Regions from separate parts of the Mus musculus genome. Here region 1 is linked to region 2. The links are chromatin contacts, called in public promoter capture Hi-C maps. All regions are on one chromosome and are shown on one strand. The core of a region is the stretch at or near the end of the contact, and the rest is flanking DNA. Distances in the headings are between cores, read along the strand shown. Region 1 holds the start of Cst3 (cystatin C). Region 2 holds the start of Kiz (kizuna centrosomal protein).

The links. Capture Hi-C pulls out chosen DNA fragments and counts their contacts.
Region 1: a contact with region 2 is called in a promoter capture Hi-C map of adipose tissue, with 3 times the contacts expected there. The contact joins the promoter of Cst3 here to the promoter of Kiz in region 2. A contact is called at or near these places in 4 of 39 promoter capture datasets (embryonic stem cells, liver, neutrophils and 1 more) and 1 of 9 other capture datasets (adipose tissue).

Annotation. Positions count from the first base shown.
Region 1 is chr2:148,873,797-148,878,680 of GRCm38.p6, reverse strand. It overlaps Cst3 (cystatin C), which reads left to right and starts at 3,169. Exons shown (of 3, transcript NM_009976.4): 1 at 3,169-3,528. The coding sequence starts at 3,304.
Region 2 is chr2:146,852,917-146,858,572 of GRCm38.p6, reverse strand. Kiz (kizuna centrosomal protein) reads right to left here and starts at 2,693. Exons shown (of 14, transcript NM_001033298.4): 1 at 2,530-2,693. The coding sequence starts at 2,651.

The sequences.
Region 1 (4,884 bases), core at 1,920-4,419, 2.0 Mb before region 2:
GTTGTCTCACTTTCCACCTCTTACTGCACCTAACTGGAAGCTGTCCTTACAGTTCCTGAAAGTACACTTCTGTAGTGTCTGACCCTTGGGGATCAGAGGTACCACTCACAGGTCACCTACTCTCTCAAATAATTCTGAGCCAACCGTATAATAGAGATATGGCAGGCAGTATGGTCACAGAGGTCAACATGCATATCACTTCTCTCCAACATGCTCCCATCCACATTAGTCCACCTTGGACCTTCTTTCTAGTGAGAAATGATGGGATAAGGAGGGTTCTCCCTGGTTCAACTCACTCTCTGTAAAACAATGGTCCTGAGATTAGAGCCCCAGAAAAATCCAATGTCTACCCAGCATTCTGCTCAGAGAGACCTGGCCAGATGCAGCCCTCTTTCCTATCTGTCTGTCAGTCTGCCTCCCCTTTTCTATTTATCTAGGAAAATATCACATACAGGTGTTTAACGATTTCCACTTTACAAATGACAATTGCTTTTCTTGCCGCAGGTGCTTTATCTTGTAGGGCAGCATAAACATTATTACTCTGGTACTCATAGTGGGGTTAGGTTATAGCAATGCCTCAGGGTCCCCTATTCTAATCCTTAACATAAATACTCATTAGTGACATTGTTAGTATCTGTTAGATTCCTGCTGATAGGGTCTAATCCAGAGCTCAGACCCAAGGTCAGAGCAGAGATGTCACTAAGTTACCAGTACCTACCACCCCCAATATAATCCTTCTTTGTATCCTTTGAGAGCCCAGGACCTTCCAGTGTTCCTCTCAAAACCAGATACCTTCACTACCAGCTCATTTGTCACAGGGGCATTTTCAAGTACAGAACATAAGAGAGTGAGGTTGAAAGAAGAAATAAAGTCAGCTATCTGCATAGAACTCAACTCAATCCTGTCTACTCCCAGTGGTGCATAGTGAGCATGGGCTTGCTTGATCCTGAGCTGGAGGGTGTGTCTGCCTACACAGTATCCACTTGAACATATATTCTACCTGAAGAGAAAGGGAACTAAGAATCTGGTTAAGGAAACAGTGCAAAGGAACCTCATGGTGCTTCTGCCCCAGAGGGCCAGACACTGCTCTCACTACATGTTTACAGGAAGTCCAAGAATAGACAGAAAAATGAGCCTCCAGGGACAGATGGACTGGCAAGGGTCCAGTGGGCACCAACACGGACCAAAAAGGCACCAGGGAACTTTACAAGGTCAGCCACATGTGCTGAATTTGTGTGCACTCATTGAAATTATTTTATACACATAAAATAAGTCATATGTTAACAATACCTCACTCCTGGTAAGTCAGTGGAAACTATGTAACCTTCCAATCAGAGGGAAATCACAGACCCACAGTGAGGCTCCCTTAGGGGAGCAGCTCGAATAGACCTTGTGCTTGAATGTTCATCCTCAGCTGCCTGCCCTCTCACTAGCTTGTCCCATAGCCCTCAAGCCCCAGCCTTCCTCTAGCATCCACACAGCTGCCAGAGTTAGAGTCCTGGCCCTACCCCTTCCCTGCTTATGTAAACTTACCCCTTGCCAGTGTTCCTTGTTTCTAAACAGAAAAGCCCTGTTGGACCTCATCACCTAAGCAGGGGTCATTCCCTCTGACTGGTGCTATCTCCCTGGTCTAGGTGGAACTCCTCGACTGTTTGAATCCCAAAGGGATCTTTCAACTAATATCTACTGGCACCCATCTCTTGCTCCCCCTATCTCACTTTCTACAGAGCATTATAATCATCTGATCTTAATTATTGATCACCTCCCATACTACCACTAGCACAAACCTTAAACTTTAAAGCTTAAACCTTATGCAGTACTATAGCCACCAGCATCAGCAGTTAGCAGATGTGGAAAGGGGGGTCAGACTGAGTGAACATTGGTCCTAAATGTTACAAATATACACAGACTCTAAAGGATTACTATACACATTAAGGAATATAATCTGTTTCCTTAAGAGTTATTATTATATATTGAAATTACATTTGATAGGTTAAATAAAACGTATTAAAGACTTCAATATTTGGGTTTTGTTATCACTGATTTGTCTGTTTGTTTTTTAACAAGAGGGTCTCACTGTGTAGCCCTGTCTTCTCCTCCTCCTCCTCCTCCTCCTCCTCCTCCTCCTCCTCCTCCTCCTCCTCCTCCACCTCCTCCTCCACCTCCTCCCCCTCCCCCTCTCCCTCTCCCTCTCCCTCTCCCTCTCCCTCTCCCTCTCTCCCTCCCTCTCCCTCTCCCCCTCCCTCTCCCTCTCCCCCTCCCCCTCCTCCTCCTTCTTCTTTTTCTTCTAAGATTTCACTGTGTAGCCCTTGCTGGCCTGGAACCAGAGATGTAGACCAAGCTGGTCTTGAACACAGATCTACCTACTTCTGCCTTCCATGTACTGGAATTAAATACATGCGCCATCATACCCAGCCTCATACCGTAGTTTTTAACCTGTCTACTAGGAAGCATAAAAGACACATGGGTTCATCTTAGATGGATATACTGGGCAGCCTGTTACAATATCCATTCGGGGCTTGGCCTCCTGTGGTATCTCCAGGCCCTAGAGTGGCCTGGTCTAGGAAGAAGCCTAGGATGGTTTCTTTAAGGATAATGAGTAGTTACACAGAATGCTGCACACTTCCCCACTCCCCCAAGATCAATTTATTTTCCTTTGACAAGTATCTTAGGACAGGGCCTTCAGGAAAATGAAATAATAGCCCTGCTCCGAGCATTCCCACATAGTGACCCTGCTCTCCATCAAGTGATCGAGGCTGAACTTTGAAGATGCAGGAAATTAAAGACTCGTTGCCCTTTTCCTTTCTGGAGAAACAGGGTTCAGATGTCACTGGCATTTTAGGGTCCAGAGAGCAATGACCAACTTCTCTGGTGAAACCACACTTCATGAAACAGGGAACTTGGAGTAAAAGGGGAAGCTGTGGAAAAGGGCACAGAAGAGGAACTGGTAAGAACAGAAAGCTAAGAGTGAAGAAGGAAGGGAGAGGCGGGGCAGGGATGGGGGAGGGGAGGCTCAGCAGGGAATGGGAATCTGGCAGCTCTTTAAGAGGTATCTGACCTACAAGGCAAGAACAGACTAGCAGCTGACTGAAGCAGAGGGAGGGCGGGGCCGTTCGGAAGAGGAGGCGGGGCCCGCTAGGGGGCAGACGGAAAAGGGAGGGTGGCCGCCGGAAAAGGAGGAGCCAGGAGAGGCGGGCGGGTCCCTAACGCTCGCATTTGGGTAAAAGTCGCACGGAGTAGCAGCGTCTGTTCTGCACCAACTCAGAGTCTTGTTGGAGCTTTATCCCTTTGTCCTAGCCAACCATGGCCAGCCCGCTGCGCTCCTTGCTGTTCCTGCTGGCCGTCCTGGCCGTGGCCTGGGCGGCGACCCCAAAACAAGGCCCGCGAATGTTGGGAGCCCCGGAGGAGGCAGATGCCAATGAGGAAGGCGTGCGGCGAGCGTTGGACTTCGCTGTGAGCGAGTACAACAAGGGCAGCAACGATGCGTACCACAGCCGCGCCATACAGGTGGTGAGAGCTCGTAAGCAGGTACGTGTCCCTGCTGTCCCCTGCTCTCCCGACGTCTCCAGGCCGCTCCCACCCAGGCACCCCTAGCTAGGGCGCGGTTTGCATCTGCAGTTGTTAATCAACACCTTTGCTTCTTATGGGAGCGGTCCTCTCTCTTCCTTTCTTCTCTGGTCTACTCATTGTGTTAACATTCATCTTTTGTTTATTCTGGAACTCAGAAGAGCCCAGCGGGTGGGCCTCCTAGCTCTGTTTCCAAAAGGCCACCCAGAGAAGGTACTAAGGATGTAGGTCAAACGCTCCCTGGGCGGAGCTCACCTCCCTTAGCCGCCTGGGGTCAATGTCAACTGCTAATGATCTGGCTTCACTTAATCGCGCTACTTGAAACTCATTCTGACAGACGGCAGATTTCACCCCATCCTTCCAGTAAACACTTGGCCATGTTCCAATCTCCTTGCTCTACTCAGGAGCACGTGTACGTGGGTGTGTGTTTATAGTCACTTATTTTTGTGTATACTTTCAGAGTCAACACTTCCGGAAAACAAGGGCATTCTCTACATACCCAAGATTCCATTTGGAAAATTGGGAACCCACGAACACTCAGGTCCTTCACTCAAAGTCTCAGTTTGCTGGTCTCCACTATGGACTCTGCTAGCAAGGGCCATTTCTATCCAGTCTGGCAGCCTGTCTTTTTCTCTGAGCACTGCCTGTGCTGCCTTGCTGTTTTGGTAGCACTGTAGAATGGTCCAGACAGCTGTGGTGATCAGTCCTGTACCACACAGTCAGGCTCCCTTCAGCCATGACTCGGTTTGTGATGGGTGAACCTCAAAGCTAAACAACCCCTTGATGCTGCAGCCGTATTAGCTTGTACACAGTGTGGCCAGGGCACATTTCTCAGAAGGAGCCTCTATCCTTAAGGGACACATAACTGTGTAGATTGGTGTCTGAGTTTCTTGGCTGTCATGTTGGTGCAGGTCACCAGGCAGGTCCCCTTGTGTCTTCTCAGAAGGTGCTGTCTAGTTGTTCTAAGAAGCCTTGCTTCCCTCTTCTTGTGGCCCTGGAATATCCTCGGGATATCCCTCAGGGGTTTTGCTAATTACCCCCCAAGATAGCTCTAATCACCCTCCACCCACTGAGTAGATGGACAGACTACCTTAGACTTAGACTCTGACAGAGGAGCTAGCTGCAGGAGCTGCTAAAGCCCCAAAGTTGACCCAAAGGAAGCCCAGGTTTTAGACGACAAAGAGTTGTATGCCAGTGTGTAGAGCTCATTTCTACCTTCTCTTGAAAATACAAACGAGTTAAATCCTGCTCCATTTTTTTCTCCTGCTGCTGGGATCAACCTTGAGAAAACTCCACTTCCCAGCTGCCTTGGACCTT
Region 2 (5,656 bases), core at 1,444-3,943:
CAGGAAAATGACTGGAGTTTAAAATACAACAGTTTCGATGAACAAGCTCAGTTATCAGATCAGCTAACATTTCAATGACTGCCTCTAAAAGGGCCAAGAAGGCTGAACTGTACTTGTTGTTGCTGTTAATCTCCTGATTCCCCAAAGTTTCCAAAGTGATAAAAGCATTTCCAACTGCTGTGAAATTCACAATATTGAAGATGAACATGGACTTTCAGGAAATAGTGGTCCCTATGATGAGACTGGCTTTAATTTTTAAAATGTTATTACATTTAGTGTGTGTGTGTGTGTGTGTGTGTGTGTGTGTGTGTGTGTGACCCTTGGTGAAGTCTCATGACTTGTCATGGGCAGAACTCATGTTCCTACTCATTTACTATAGCTCCCTCTCTAGAGTTATTTGCTTCTATCTTGTGTGTAGCATGCATTAATTAGAGTCACTTACAGATTCTTAAAATGAAAAATGATCACACAGAGCAATAGATTTACACTGACTTAAAAATAAAACAAATCTTCAAATGCAGGACCATGAACAGGCCATAAAATCTGACTCCAGTTTCTTATGTAACTTCAACAACCTTACCTTGCTTCCTAATTAAAGCAAAAAGTGCTAAACATAAAGTGGATAATCATTACAGTTATTGTGCCATAAGGACCATAAAGAACCAGGTGCTTCCAGCATAGGAGGCAAAAATAACTTACCACTAACCTAGTTCAAAAAGAATGTCATTTAAATCAGTCACATTTTAAGAGCAGATCTTTGCCTACAAAACACAAATAAGTAAAGGCCAAAGGTAACTATACCACTCTTGAACTACAACAGACAATGAGATAAAGGCACTAAAACTAAAGTTCTTGCTTTTAAATTAGCTGATGCATATATATATGTGTACACATATATATATGCAGAGATCTAATACCACCACCTTGGGTAACTGGAAAAAAGATCATTATTCAGTGACAATGAGGTGATGGCATTCCACATAAGGCATTTGTAACACCTAGACGCTGGCTAATTGACTTTTGGATTTAACCCATAAATTCAAACATTTTACAAAAACACCTCCTCCACCATTGTACTACACAGTGAGCAAAAGGTGTTGCTTCTCACCTAAAATTCTCAATGTAGGCACACTTGAGCTCGCATGTGCACACGTGCTTGTGCATGCACACACACACATTCTCTCTCTCTCTATTGTATTCTCTCTGAGATCTCACTAAGCACACTGAAGGTGCAAACATTAGAAAGTATTGAGAAAAGAAAAGCTCTGTAGGAAAAATAAAGGTGTGTGTGTGTGTGTGTGTGTGTGTGTGTGTGTGTGTGTGTGTGTTGGAGATAGGTTCTCACTATGCTGCCCTGGCTGGCTTGTATCCCAGGCTGGCCTTGAACCTGTGGTCCTCCTATTTCTGTCTCTTCAGCATAGACCACCACCAACATACGCCTAAATGGTTAATTTTTTTTTTCTTAAGTGGGAGATTAAGAGATCCCTAGAGTAGGTGAGCAGGACTGTGTCAGAAGGAAAAAAAAAAAAAAAAAACGGATGTAGAAAGAAGATAAAACACGGAAAGAAGAGTTAGGGCCCGTGGGAGTTACTTAACAAGTAATTGGCAAAAATTAAGTCTAGTGTAAGATGCAATTCCTTTGAAAAATCACTTACTTTACCTCACCTGCAATTACTGTTATGATCTTAGAATTGTTACAGCCCTCCTGTTCCTTCTGAATGATTCTGTAACTTTAACACCCACTAAATGTTTTGTTTATCAAAAGATCCAAAAATCTATTTCCTTTCTTGTCAACTAATGAGATTTCTAAGTCCAATTAATTTGGCAGCTAAATAAGTGTTCCAACAACTTATCTTTCCATGTGGTTATTTATAGTCAATTGCTTTGTACTTTTTTCTATTTATGCATTCTTAGATCTAGCTTTTTCCAATGGTTCTCATCTTTCATGTCTTAATCAAAGGCAATCCCAACCCTCGAAGCTGAACCCGTTGAAAATTTCATCCTTTTACTAGAAATTTAGTCAGCCCCAGACACTTCTAAAAGACTACAGCGCGCGCGCAAACACACACACACACACACACACACACACACACACACACACACACACACACACACACACACCATTCCAGCCTGCGTTCCTGGACCTGTCATCTTTGATGCAGTGCGGCTGTCAAAGTAGGATGACAACTTGAAGAGAGAGTGAGGAGGGGGCATGTAGGACTAGAGAGGACTAAAGAAATTCACAAGGTTTGATCAAGACTGGCAGGCAAAAAAACTCCCACTCTCACTTCCGGCCGCATCCGCAGGCTGAGGGACCTGGCTTTGGTTGTCATGAGAGATTACAGTCTCTCTGCGCTTTCAAACAAGGGGCATCCGTGGTAAAGTTGTGCTCCTAACCCCTTCTGGGGCTAGTTGGGGGTCGCAGGCGAGTTCCAACACTAGTGAACCACTGGCGGGAAGTGGGCCGGACACCGTACCCCGATGCTCTCAGTGGCGCCGCTGACTCCCTGCCCCGTCCCGCGGCCGTACCTGTCCCGCAGAGCCTGCTGGAGCTGGCCCACCCTTTCGTAGTAGCTGGGGCTCGCCAAGGGCGCAGAGGTGGCGGAGGCCTGGCGCAGGCCACCACCACCGCCACCGCGCCCTCGCGGCATTGCCACAGGGCAGCTGGCGGGCCAGCGTTGCCCAAGGAGACCGCCCCAACATGCACCGCGGGTAAACAAGGCGCCTAGCGGCCTGAAGAGGGCGGGGCGAAGGGCGGGGCGCCGAGGAGGCGGGGTTAGCCGCGGTGTGGGTCCGGGAGGGGCGAAGACAGAGAGACTGGCAAGGGTGGAGCAGCCCTGGTGGTACAGGGAGAAGACAAGGGAGCTGTGTCACGTTCTCTCTGCTACCGCTGTGTTTCTCTTCCCCTACAGAATCCGTCCTACACGCATTCATTTTATCAGATGCAGTTTCTTATTTACCTTCCTAGAATTTGCAGTGAGAGACCCTGTGACAAGATTGTTTTGATACCAGCACTTAGAAAGCAAAACAAAAAGCTAGAAGAAAACAAAATTTAAGAACCGCAAATATGCCCTTGATCTCAGCACTACGGGCAGAGGCAGTAGGAATTCTGAGTTCGAGGCCAGTCTAATTTACAGAGTGAGTTCCAGGACAACAAAGACAACACAGAGAAACCTAGTCTCAAAACACCAAACCCCACCCCCAAACAAAATAAAACAAACAAACAAAGAAACCAAATATGCCATCCCACGCTGGAATGTTTTTCAATGCTCAGGTTGCCATCAGCCCTTTCAGGGGAGAAAGATTTGGTTTCTAACTAGGTCCTTGTGAATCAAACCGTTTACTTCTGCAGTCAATTCTCCAACAAGGCCCCCAGCCAGACTACATTGGCATAAACCCTATGTCCCACAACTCAGCTGTGACCATACAAAAAGCCTAGGTGCCCCAGAGTGAATTGGGCAGACTATTACAGCAAGACTAACTTAACCTTAGATCAGTTCAGAGGAACTACTGGTTATAAAGGCCCAGAACAGAATCAGTCTTTATTCTTGCCTCCATCAACATGGCAAAAGGCTTCCTGAAGAAAGACAACTGGATTCTAAAACCCACTTGGAATAGGAAATTAAAAAAAAAAAAATGTACACACGTACTTGTAGTCAATGTGGTTCCTTATCCTAGACTTTTAATTTTATGTCTCTTTTCTCAAGTCGGTAGTTTTATTTTCATGCAAAGCATCCCTGACACCAACATTTCTTTAATAGTGTGTCAGGACTCCATGGGGATTGCACCATATCTGAATGGGTTAGGGATAGGGAGCTGTGTGTCAAAAAGTTCAGCAACAGTAAACCGTTCCTGAATGTGTAATGACCAAAACTCAATTGAAAAATCAAGGCATAATAAATCTAAGCTGCTTCTGACGGCATGTGTCCGTGTCTTGTCCCACTATAACATGCTCACTATACACTGCACATGTCCATTGCGCTCTGACTTATAGTACCATACTGGCATTAGGGGAAGCAACGAAATGGTCAAGTCAGCAACCCTAAATTATGATTTTGCCTATCCTTCCTTCCTCATACTGTCTGCCTAAATGCTGAAAGGTAGAATATATCCATGTAATCTCAGGACTCAAGGGGACAGGCAGGAGGATCTCTAATTCCAGGCGGGCCTGACCGACCTTGGCTTAAAAACAAAAACATGTGGACCAGACGATGGCCCAGCAAATGAAACATGCTTTCTTTGCAGGTATGGCAATCTGAGTTTGATTTGATTCCCAAGAGTTGTTCTCTAACCTCTACTTGTACACTCTAACACACATGCATACACACACACACACACACACAAACATGCACACGTGTGCGCTTCATTGAATTAAAATGTCATAAATCAGCATAATGGGCTATAAGCAAAATAGGGTCTCTGCTCCTGCCTTGACCAATATACCTTTTTAAGAACATGGAAATACAGTCCATGTTCCTAAATATGTGGAATTTAGTTCTCTGATTCTTTCCTAATCCACCCCCTAATTTTCCACCCTAATTAAATTAATAATTCCCTAATTTCAGGGTTGCATGATGAGACACACCTCACTCACAGTAGGGATCCATGTGCCCGGCCTTCTCCCCATTCGACCAATCCCATCTGTATCCATATGTTTGTCTCAGCCTCCTTTTGGCCTAAAGCTAAATACTAGTGATGGTTCCTTATAAGAACGGCCCAGGAAAGAGATCTTTGAAGACTCTGGAGAGCAGTCTGGGACCCTCTGAGTTGGAAATGCCTGGATTCTGGGTACCTGGGACTGTGTTCTAGGAGTTGTGTGTGAACTGCCATGGGCATCCACTCGACCTCACATTAAGTGGTCAGGAAGGGACAAGAGCAGGCCTGTAATATGCAGATCTAGTGCAGGACCCTCTTGCCCAGTTGTAAGGTTAGCACTGATATGGCTTTTAGTTACTCTGTCAACTCATTCTATCACACTGATGTAGTGCTAGTGTACTGAGGTTAATTTACAGCCTGTAGTGTGATGCCTAATCATCATCTGCTTCATTGGATTTGGAATCACCTAGGAGACTCATGCCTTGGTTGAGGGTATTTCCAGAGAGATTTAAAGGAAGACAAAGATCCATCCTGAATGTAGCCTGCAGCATCCCAGGGGCTGTAAGGTCCAGGTGGAATAGAGACCGAGTCAACAAGAGAGCGTCAGAATTCCCTGTTCCTTGTTTCCTGTGTCTACCCAGATGTGAGGAGTTTCAGCTACACACGTTTGCTATAGTGAACTCTGACATCCCTTTCCTACCATGGCAGACTGTTCCCTCTTAACCCACAAACCAGAACGAATCCACCTTAAGGTGCTTCTGTTAGCATTTGATCACAGCAGTGAGAAAAGCAACCTATACATATCTAACTAAAGTTTTACTACAGTACTTTGGTAAGTCCTTCAAGGCCTGTAGATGACCAGGCCCCAACCCCAACCCCCAGACTATTCTAATCTAAGTAAGGGCATGGCTTTTGAGAATATGTTGAGATTAAAATTTTACCTTTTAAAAAAATCATGTTCTTTAAAAAAAATTAAATTGAGCCTTGTGCATGTTAGGTATTCCACAAAGCTTTCTGTAGGATCCATCAAATCAAAGGACAATATGAAATGTTATGTTTA